Linked DNA regions of Oryctolagus cuniculus: region 2 is linked to region 1. Evidence: chromatin contacts called from public Micro-C data. All regions are on one chromosome and are shown on one strand. Each heading gives the region's core, a stretch centred on a gene start, on an enhancer-like site or on the middle of the called end of the contact. The rest is flanking DNA. Distances are from core to core; before and after follow the strand shown.

What was found. A called contact is a pair of places that touch in the nucleus more often than the background predicts.
Region 2: a contact with region 1 is called in a Micro-C map of ear pinna, with 4 times the contacts expected there. The contact joins two enhancer-like sites. A contact is called at or near these places in 5 of 6 Hi-C or Micro-C datasets (ear pinna, embryonic fibroblasts, liver and 2 more).

The regions. Positions count from the first base shown.
Region 1 is chr7:49,614,483-49,618,729 of mOryCun1.1, reverse strand. No RefSeq gene overlaps it. Among named protein-coding and RNA genes, the nearest start is that of BCL9, 14 kb to the right of the region's middle. Within about 2 kb of position 1,824, at least 6 of the 8 cell types and tissues checked have an H3K27ac peak or open chromatin away from gene starts, as enhancers often do. A contact at or near this core is called in ear pinna, where this site is marked.
Region 2 is chr7:49,680,389-49,684,339 of mOryCun1.1, reverse strand. No RefSeq gene overlaps it. Among named protein-coding and RNA genes, the nearest start is that of BCL9, 80 kb to the right of the region's middle. Within about 2 kb of position 1,524, at least 7 of the 8 cell types and tissues checked have an H3K27ac peak or open chromatin away from gene starts, as enhancers often do. A contact at or near this core is called in ear pinna, where this site is marked.

The DNA of each region.
Region 1 (4,247 bases), core at 575-3,074:
GGTAAGTTTATCAAGAGCTGAGGAAACAAAAGCACTAGTTCTCTCAACTCCAAAGTGGAGTTTGCAGGTGGAAAAGGCCGCAGGCAAACAGAAATAACACAGATGCTATGTTTAGTTGAAGAACCAAGAAGCCAAACTGAATTTCTCCACGTTCACAATGCAATGAGTGCTTATCACCCTTATGAGAAGCAAATTTCAGGAACTAAGGCAGTCAAAACCAAGTCTCTTTACTGTCAAAAGCCTTTATTTTTAAAAACAAGTGTACCACTTGGGTAAAAAATATGATTTCTTACCTTAGACTCTCTAGAGTAGCAGAAACAGTTTGAAGCTTTTATTTATAGGATGCTTTTAAAATGATTTCGTCATTATCTGTATATACAGTGTTAGATCCTCATACGCCAAAATAGAATTCTTCCTCAAGTGGGATGGAAACGCCTGGAAGTGAGACAACTGAAGGGGTGAAAATTCAAGATAAACCATTTAATAGAATAAACAATGCTTTAAACCCATATGCAATGTAGCTAAATTAAGGTTACTATGGAGACCCTAACTTTTATGACTCCTGACTTATAGGATGCTGAAATTCTCAAAATTATTCCTCTTTTACCCTAGTGTTGTGCACTTCATATTCATTTGGGTTTTTCTTCTGATTGAGTAATTTTACATTTTGACACATATGGTTATGTGAGGGCTTAATGCCTAAGAAAATGGCTAGGAGTTTTTTACACGTGTGTTATTGTTATTATAATGAGTTTTTATTTAAGCTTTGCTGAGCTGCTATTCTGGTCAGAAACACCTCAAGCCCAGAGCTCAGCTTATTTTCACAGTGTTTCTTCTTTTAGGCACATCCTGTACCATCTGTTACAGTCCCTCTTCTACCTGCAAGAGCCATCCCAGAGTCTCTCGTGTATTCCTGGTGTCTTATATCCATTCCTGACTTTTCCCTCCTGTCTTCGTGCAGAGAGGTTCTTAGCTATGTTACGCCGAACATTCTAGGGCCAAAATCATTGTTATTTGCATGATTTCCTATTAAGGATTCTCCCATTGCTCTTGGATTAACATCGTGTATTCCCACGTTCCCCTTCATCTATATCCTTGGTTGTAAGAAAACAAAGGCAAACATCTGGGTAGTTTTTCGGAGGCCCTGAGTGGGAAAGCCACGATTCAGAAACTTCCGTGACCACGTTACAAGAGTTTTCAGTGGTTTGGGAAGCAGTGCATGAGCGCCATCATTTAGGACTCTCTTGTGAGGAGCGTCCTGTGTGTACAACGGGCGCCGTCCCCTAACAGGCGGACCCAAGGAAGGTGTCCTATTTTATAGATGGGGACCCTGACACAGAGGGTCTTGGTTGAAACCTTGGGTGGGAGAAGCCAGTGTGCCTCTCCTCGCCTCCCCGTGTCGGCCTGGGGGCAATGATTCGCTGCACCTTCTAACCCTGGCATTCGGCCCCCGGCGGTCAGAAGAGCCGCGGGGGCGGCGCACAGGGATGCGCGGGCAGCTTAGCCCGAGACTCCACAGCACAGACACACACGCACAGATGACAGCGGCGTTTGGGGCAGGGCTGCGAGCCGACAGGTCTGCGGTCACGAGTGGCCGCGGCCTCCCAGGTAAAACACGCAGTAGCGAGCGCCGACCACGATGCCCTCGCTTTCCCTGCTGAGAAAAAGTGCAGTCTCGTGGGCGCCCCTCTGCCTCTTCTCCCGGCACAGCGCCGGGTCCCCGGGCGTGGAGTCTTCCGGAGCAGGCGGCTCCCAGGTCGGGGTTGGCGAGCGATCCCGACGTGGCGGAGCGCTTCGAGGTGCCGGGAAGAAGGTCCCCGCAGGGGACGCGGGAGCGACGCCCGGCCGGCCCGACAGGGACGCAGCGAGCTGTCCCAGCCGCCGCGTGCCCAGGGCCCTGGCGGCCACCTGCTCCGCAGAGGGTGGAGGGGCGCGAGCCGGCACGGGACAGGCAGTGCGGACGGAGGGCGATGCTGAGGCGCAAGGGGGACTCGCACCCCGGCGTGGCCTCGACGGCTGAGGCCGAGGCCGGGACCTAGGAGGCAGGGAAGAGCGCGGGGAAGACGGGCTCCTTCAGCAGCTCTAGCTCGTTTCCGTCAAAGATGGCCAAATCCCACGCCGCCCTCCCCCTCGGCGCCTCCTCCAGCCCCTCGGCCGCTCCGGAGCGACGGGCGGCGCCGGGGAGGTCCGGGTGAGTGAGCGCGGGGAGGAGGTGCGGGAAAGGAGCGCCCGCCCTCCGGGAGGTTCTTTCAGCTGCGAAAGAGGGCTCTGCCGCTTTAAGGTGGGCAGTGGGCGTCACCTCTGGCCCGGTGACGAACCGGGAGGCGACCTGGAGGGCGTGCCCATGCAAACCAGGGGGTGGTGCCGCGGTGGGCGGCCCCTTGGTAACTGTCGGGGCGAGGGGCGGGGCCGGGAGGCGAGGCTCCTGGGGGCGGGGCGCGGGGCGGGGCCTCTCCGGGAAGGCGGGGGAGGGGGAGGAGGAAGCGGCCGGGTTGGTACCATTGCGCGCGTTCCGGGAGGGGGAGCGGTGACATTCCCCGGAGGGGGGCGGGCCCTTCCCGGCGGCGGGGCCGGGCGCTGAGGCGGGAGAGGGCGGGCCCCATTCCCCCGCCGGGCGGGACGTCGGGGCCGGGGGGAGGGGGCGCTGCTCCGCTCGCGTCCGAGGCGGGGCCGCTGTACCTTTCGTGGCGCGGTGCGGCTGGGGGAGGGCCGAGGGGAGGGCGAAGGGGCGGGCCCGGGAGGGGGGAGCCGGAAAGGGGGAGGCGCCGGCGGACAATGGAGCCTATGTGTGCCTGCGGGAGTGGGACGGCGCCGCCGCCGCCGCCGCCGCCGGGGGGAGACGCTGCGCCGCCGCTGCCGCTGGCCCCGGCCCCGGCCCCCCGGGGCTGAGAGCCGCCCTGCACCGAGGCCCCCTCCCCTACTCTGCTCCTCCTCGCCCCTCCCCCACTCCTGCTCCGGGGTAAGTGGCACCTGGGGGAGGGGGAGGGGAAGGAGCGGAGCCGGGGGTAGGGGGGGCCGGGTCCGCGTCCGCGTGTTTTGAGCGGGTTTGGGGGCAGGGGCAGCCGCAGCCGCCGAGAGCCGTGGGGGGAGGGCAGGGGCGGGGGTCGCGGTTGCAGATTTAGGGAGTTGAGTCTGGAGGAACCTGTGGGGGGAGGTCGGGGCGCCTCGCGAGCGGTGAGGAGAGACGGGGGAGGGGGCGTCTCTCGATGTTTGAGGTTTGTGTCCCAAGCAGTGCTTGGAGAGGTGAAATGAGGAGATGGGACAGTCCCAGGTCCTGGGATGCCGGGGCGTTGGAGGGGCGAGATGGAGAGCTCAATAAGGGAATTGGGATTGAGTTTGGTGGGGTCCGCAAGACCCCAGGCGGGGATTGCTAGGGAGATAGGAGGGGACTTTGCAGGCCAGTGACTTGTTGAAGGGTGGGGGGAGGTGAGCGCCGAGAATTGCCCGTCGTAAGGGGCTCCAGCAGGTGAGTGGCGGCGTCTAGGTCACTGAGTCATTGTGAGGGTCGGGGGACACACCAGTGATTTTCAAAGTGGGGCCCTAGCCACTGGCCTTTCAAAGTTGGAGAGACTATTAAGATGTCACTGGTGAGTGGGTGAGCCTGGTGAAATGGAGATGTCCCCAGGAGAACAGCGGGCTTGGTTCTTGTGTCCAGAGCAAAGGGAGGGAGGAACAGAGGCCTGTGAGAGTGGTGCTGGGGGCCTGCTGTGAGGGCCGCCAGGCCTGGAGGAGGGGGCCTGAGAGCCCGCCTGAGCCCCCTGGTCAGCAGGAGGGGGAGGGAGAGTGGAATTTGGGCGATACCAGGGACTTGGATCTAAATTGGAATCCACTTAAGGGTTGGGAAAGTTGCTAGGTTAAGCAGAGAAGTGGACCCAACCGTGTGTGAGTGGAGAGACTCCGGGGTGGGCTGGAACTGACACACACTTAGCCTTTGGTTAAGGCCAAGGTAGAGGAGTCCCTGGCATTGATTTCAGGGGAGAGCGAGTGGCTATGTGAAGAGTTACATTGTGGTCGACGCTGTGTGCTGGTTGGTAGCGTTTGATACAGTCAGCAGTGGAATGTTCTTGGGGTAATGGTAAAATAGTTGAGAGGTGGGAGGAGGGGAGCGAAATGATGTTGAAGGCTGAGACTGGCATGTGAGTTACAAACCTGTGACTGGGGATTGTGCAACATGATCATCCTGTTGGTTTTGTTTTTTGACTGGATACCAGTGATTGGGATGTTTTAGCAAGAAAGAAATGTGTGAC
Region 2 (3,951 bases), core at 275-2,774, 66 kb before region 1:
AACAGCAGGCCAGTCGGCTATTAGGAAGTATTAAAAGAACCATAGTTTTTTTTCTTTACCGCATGCCTAGGAAGGTATGAGTGTGTTCACCTCATTTTTGTTTTGTAGAGGAACAGGGGAGAAGCAAGCTTCGCGCAAAAAGCCAAATCTGGTTTAGAACCAGTCAGAAGCTGCGATTCTGTTCAGACCCTGGAGCACAGGGCTAACTCGGGGCCCAGGCAGAGGAGACCTGGCTCGCTCTGACACCACACATGACAAAGATCCGACTGTCTTGCAGTCCCCCTGTCATTCTTCCTCCTGATCTCTTCCTCCTGAGCTCATGCCATCTGCAGCTATGCACAGATTCTGGGCCTTCCTCTGCTATTCCACTTATTCCACATGTTTCCACGCCTGGCCGTCCATATTTCTTCTTCTTTTGATGCAGTGTTGCTTCTCTCTCCCCCTCTCTCTTTCTCTCTTTCTCCCACCTTTTCCAACCCCCCACCCTCCTCACTCCACACCAATCAAATTCCTGCTTGCTTCTTGCCATATTCATTATCCTACCTCACCCCCCTCCCATTCCTGGAGAACAGCTCACAGACTCACCCTCCCCCCCACCGTAACTCGCATGCCCACCCCTCCATAAATTCCTGCCGCCTGGCAATCAGTAACTTCAGCATCACACTTCACAGCTCTCATAGTTTACACTACTTGTTACTATTCTCCTTGCTACTGCTCTCTAGGGTTTGTGTTTAAAAAAAAAAATGCTGCACTTAAAAATATCCTGGGTACAAGTTGAACCTACAGTTGAGTTTAAGTTACACATTTCGTGGCTTTATTTTAACTAGTAGCCTGGCCTATGCTTCATTATGCAGTGAAGGAAGCCCAGAGCCTTAGGGAACAAGGAAGGAGATGACAATCCAGCTGACCATCCCATGGGCAGCCCAGTGCTGGGTCCACCCACCACCACGCGGACCTCCACTCTCCACCAGTCTCAGGCTGATGGGACCTGGTTTTCCCCTTTGTCGGGTCCTCCGTCTCACTCTCGCTGGTGCTCAGACGGCCTGCGAGTCTGTCTGTCTGTCTGTCCGTGCGCACACGTGTGTGCCGTGTTCCAAAGGGCTCACCTCTCCGCTGCCATTTTACTAGGACAGCTCTCCGCTCTCTCATGCTCCCTCTCTTTCTCTCCCTGCCCCCAACTCAGGCTGGGCTTTTCCTGTCTCTGAACTCCACCAGTGCAGCAGCAACTAGCTGAGCTGCTGGCGTGTGAGTGAGTGAGTGTGTGTGTGTGTGTGTGTGTGTGCCTGCCTGCGCAGCTAGGCCAAGCCTGCAAGCCTGCCTGTCACTGGAGAGTTTTAGTTTGCATTCAGAAGAAAGGAGGAGGGGAGACAAGAGAGGAGGAGGAAAAGGTGGAGGGGGGAGTGGGGGGGGCGCGGAGAAGGGAGGGAGAATGTCTTGTTTGTGGCTTGTCAGCAATTGCTTGAGACAAGCTTCCATGTGTGAAAGCTACTTGGCATGAATGCCTGGGCCGTACCAAGTGTCACCGCAGCAAGAGGGGGAGGCAGAAGAAAAACAGATCAGACCAGAGCAGACAATAGGCCCCTAAAGTGTTCCCCCTAAGTTGCTTTGATGTTGTCCTGGTGTCTTGATACCAGGAGGCCAGGGATTGCAGGAAAAGGGTCTTTTTTGTCTTCATTCACTTTCCCCCCTCAGTTTCTGAAATGATTCTCCAGAATTTCTCCTCATAAAAAAGGTAAGCGCCCTAACAATTCCTCCTTCGGCGGCAGGCTCGTTCGCCGGTGCCTGGAAGTGGGGGTCTCATTCCTGCGCTGCTCAGGAGGCGCGCTGGGGTCCTGCGATTGCAGCTCCTGCGCTGGCCCTGGAAGTCTTTCTAGGCGCTCGGGGCTGGGGTGGCCCCTCTTTCGAGGGAACCCCAGGAACACGATTGTGTGCCTCTGGGTTGGTGGGGGAGAAGGGGTGGATGGAGAGGGGTGGGAGGAGGGTGTGGGGGTGGAGGGTGGGAGGGAGAGACAGAGAGAGAGCGCGCGCGCGAGCGAGCAGCGTGGAAGAGAGGGAGAGAAGGGCAGAGCCGCGGTTCGCTGGAGGCCCGGCGAGCCGCGGGCGAGCGGGGCATTCTCGGGCCGAGCCAGGGCTGCGGGGGCTCTGCCGAGCGAGCGGCCGCAGGGACTGCGCCGAGCTTTGTGTGTGCGAGCGAGTGTGCCCGTGGGTCTGTGGGCGCGTGGACTCGCCCCCCGCCGAGGGCAGCTCCAGCCCGAGCCCTGTCACCCGAGCCCAGACTCGGCGGGGGCGCAGCGGCATGGCCGGCGAGCAGGGAGAGCCAGAGAACTCTGCCGCGAGACGAGGCAGAAACTTTCCCCGCCTCGGGGATTCCTGCGCTCGGAGGCACTGTCACGGAGTTGTGGGGTGCCCCTGCCTCAGTTTCCCCGTCCGGGAAACCGTCCGAGAGCTGACTGGGGATGCCGTTGCACGTCTCCCTGGGATCTAGCGACCAGAGCTGAGCGCTGTGGCTAACACGCGTGGAGAAATCTTCAAGCTAGAGAGGCTGTGGAATCACCAAGTAGAAGTGTGATCATTATTCTCGATCATCATCCTCGCGGTAATAAACCGGCATTAAAGACGCCCTGAGTCGAGGAGAGCCGGGAGCACAGATCAAGTGATGAGCATTTCTAAGGAAACAAAAAGCCTTTTTCCACCTGTTGGCTTCTGTCCTGTTCTCTTGTATCTTTTCGTTAGATTTATTGGCCGATTTGGACGGAGAATGGGGTGGGAGGGGTCGGGTTTTCCCCTCTCCTCCTCCCTAGTACATCTTTTTGTAAAAAGAAGGTCATCGTGAGATGCTTGGGAGGCAAAATGTGCCTTCTGGAGAGTAGTTTGCCCCAGCCCTAGTGTTGTGTGGTGCTGGCAGGGCAACCACACACAGCTGTAAACTCTACCTTGGAGGCTAAAGATTCTTATTGTGGCTTGGCGAGATTAAAAGAGATTTATTTACAATTGCTGTTTATCAGAGAGTAAATATCTTACGGTATGTGTGTGTGTGAGGGTAAGAATGTGAAGACTGTTTACTCGCTGGTGGTTTTGTGGATAAAACCTTTTGCGTTTTAAAGTGACATCTTGAGAGATGGGAATAGAAGGCTAAGATGGGACTTAATATTCATCTCCAACAATTTTCTTTTTCAAAGCAAGGACTGCCTGCTTATTTTCTTGAACTGTAGATGTCCTTTCTTCTGTTCTTGCACACTGATTGTTTCACGCCTCTCAGTTGTACCTGTCTCTCTCTGAATTCTCTTGGGGGAATTTTGCTTTCTTTCCTAATTCTAGGTTTTCTGTGACTCTGCTGCTTGTCCAAGAAAAAAAAATTCTGTAAAAGTCTGGGAGGCTGTGCCTCCTTTCAATGTAACTGCAAGTGTTTATCAGATGGACTCCCTGGCTCCCTGTGATAGGAGAGGTTGAAGCAAAAGGCCAGCCCTGGGTGAACACATTTATGTTCTTCCCACAGAGGCCTGGAAACCTGACGTTAGGGTGTGGGAAAGGATCAAGGAAAGAAATTCATTGGCCTGACTCTGGCAAAGAAGGCCCTCCCAAAGCCCAGATTTGATGTTTTCTTAGAATAGGGCTGTACTTTATATCTTAACGCTTAGCTGCTTTCTCCTTTGTAGGCAGCAGATCTTCCCGCGATCTGGCCCTGGCAAGATTTCAGGGTCCAGATAATCTGCCGAAAATGTTAGATTTTCAGAACCGCAGCGGGAAGAAAGGTTACCCATCATGCTATAGGTGAGGGTGCTAAGGCCCAAGAAAGAGGAGTAAGGATCGGAAGGGGTTCAAGGGAGCTGGAGTGTGGCATCTAGACCATACCCTGGGGCACAGAGTGCCCTCCCCTCACCCCCGTGCTCGCCCTTACACACGCCCACTCTTGGCCAGCAGAGACAGCCACCCTTGGCGGTTCCGCGGTCC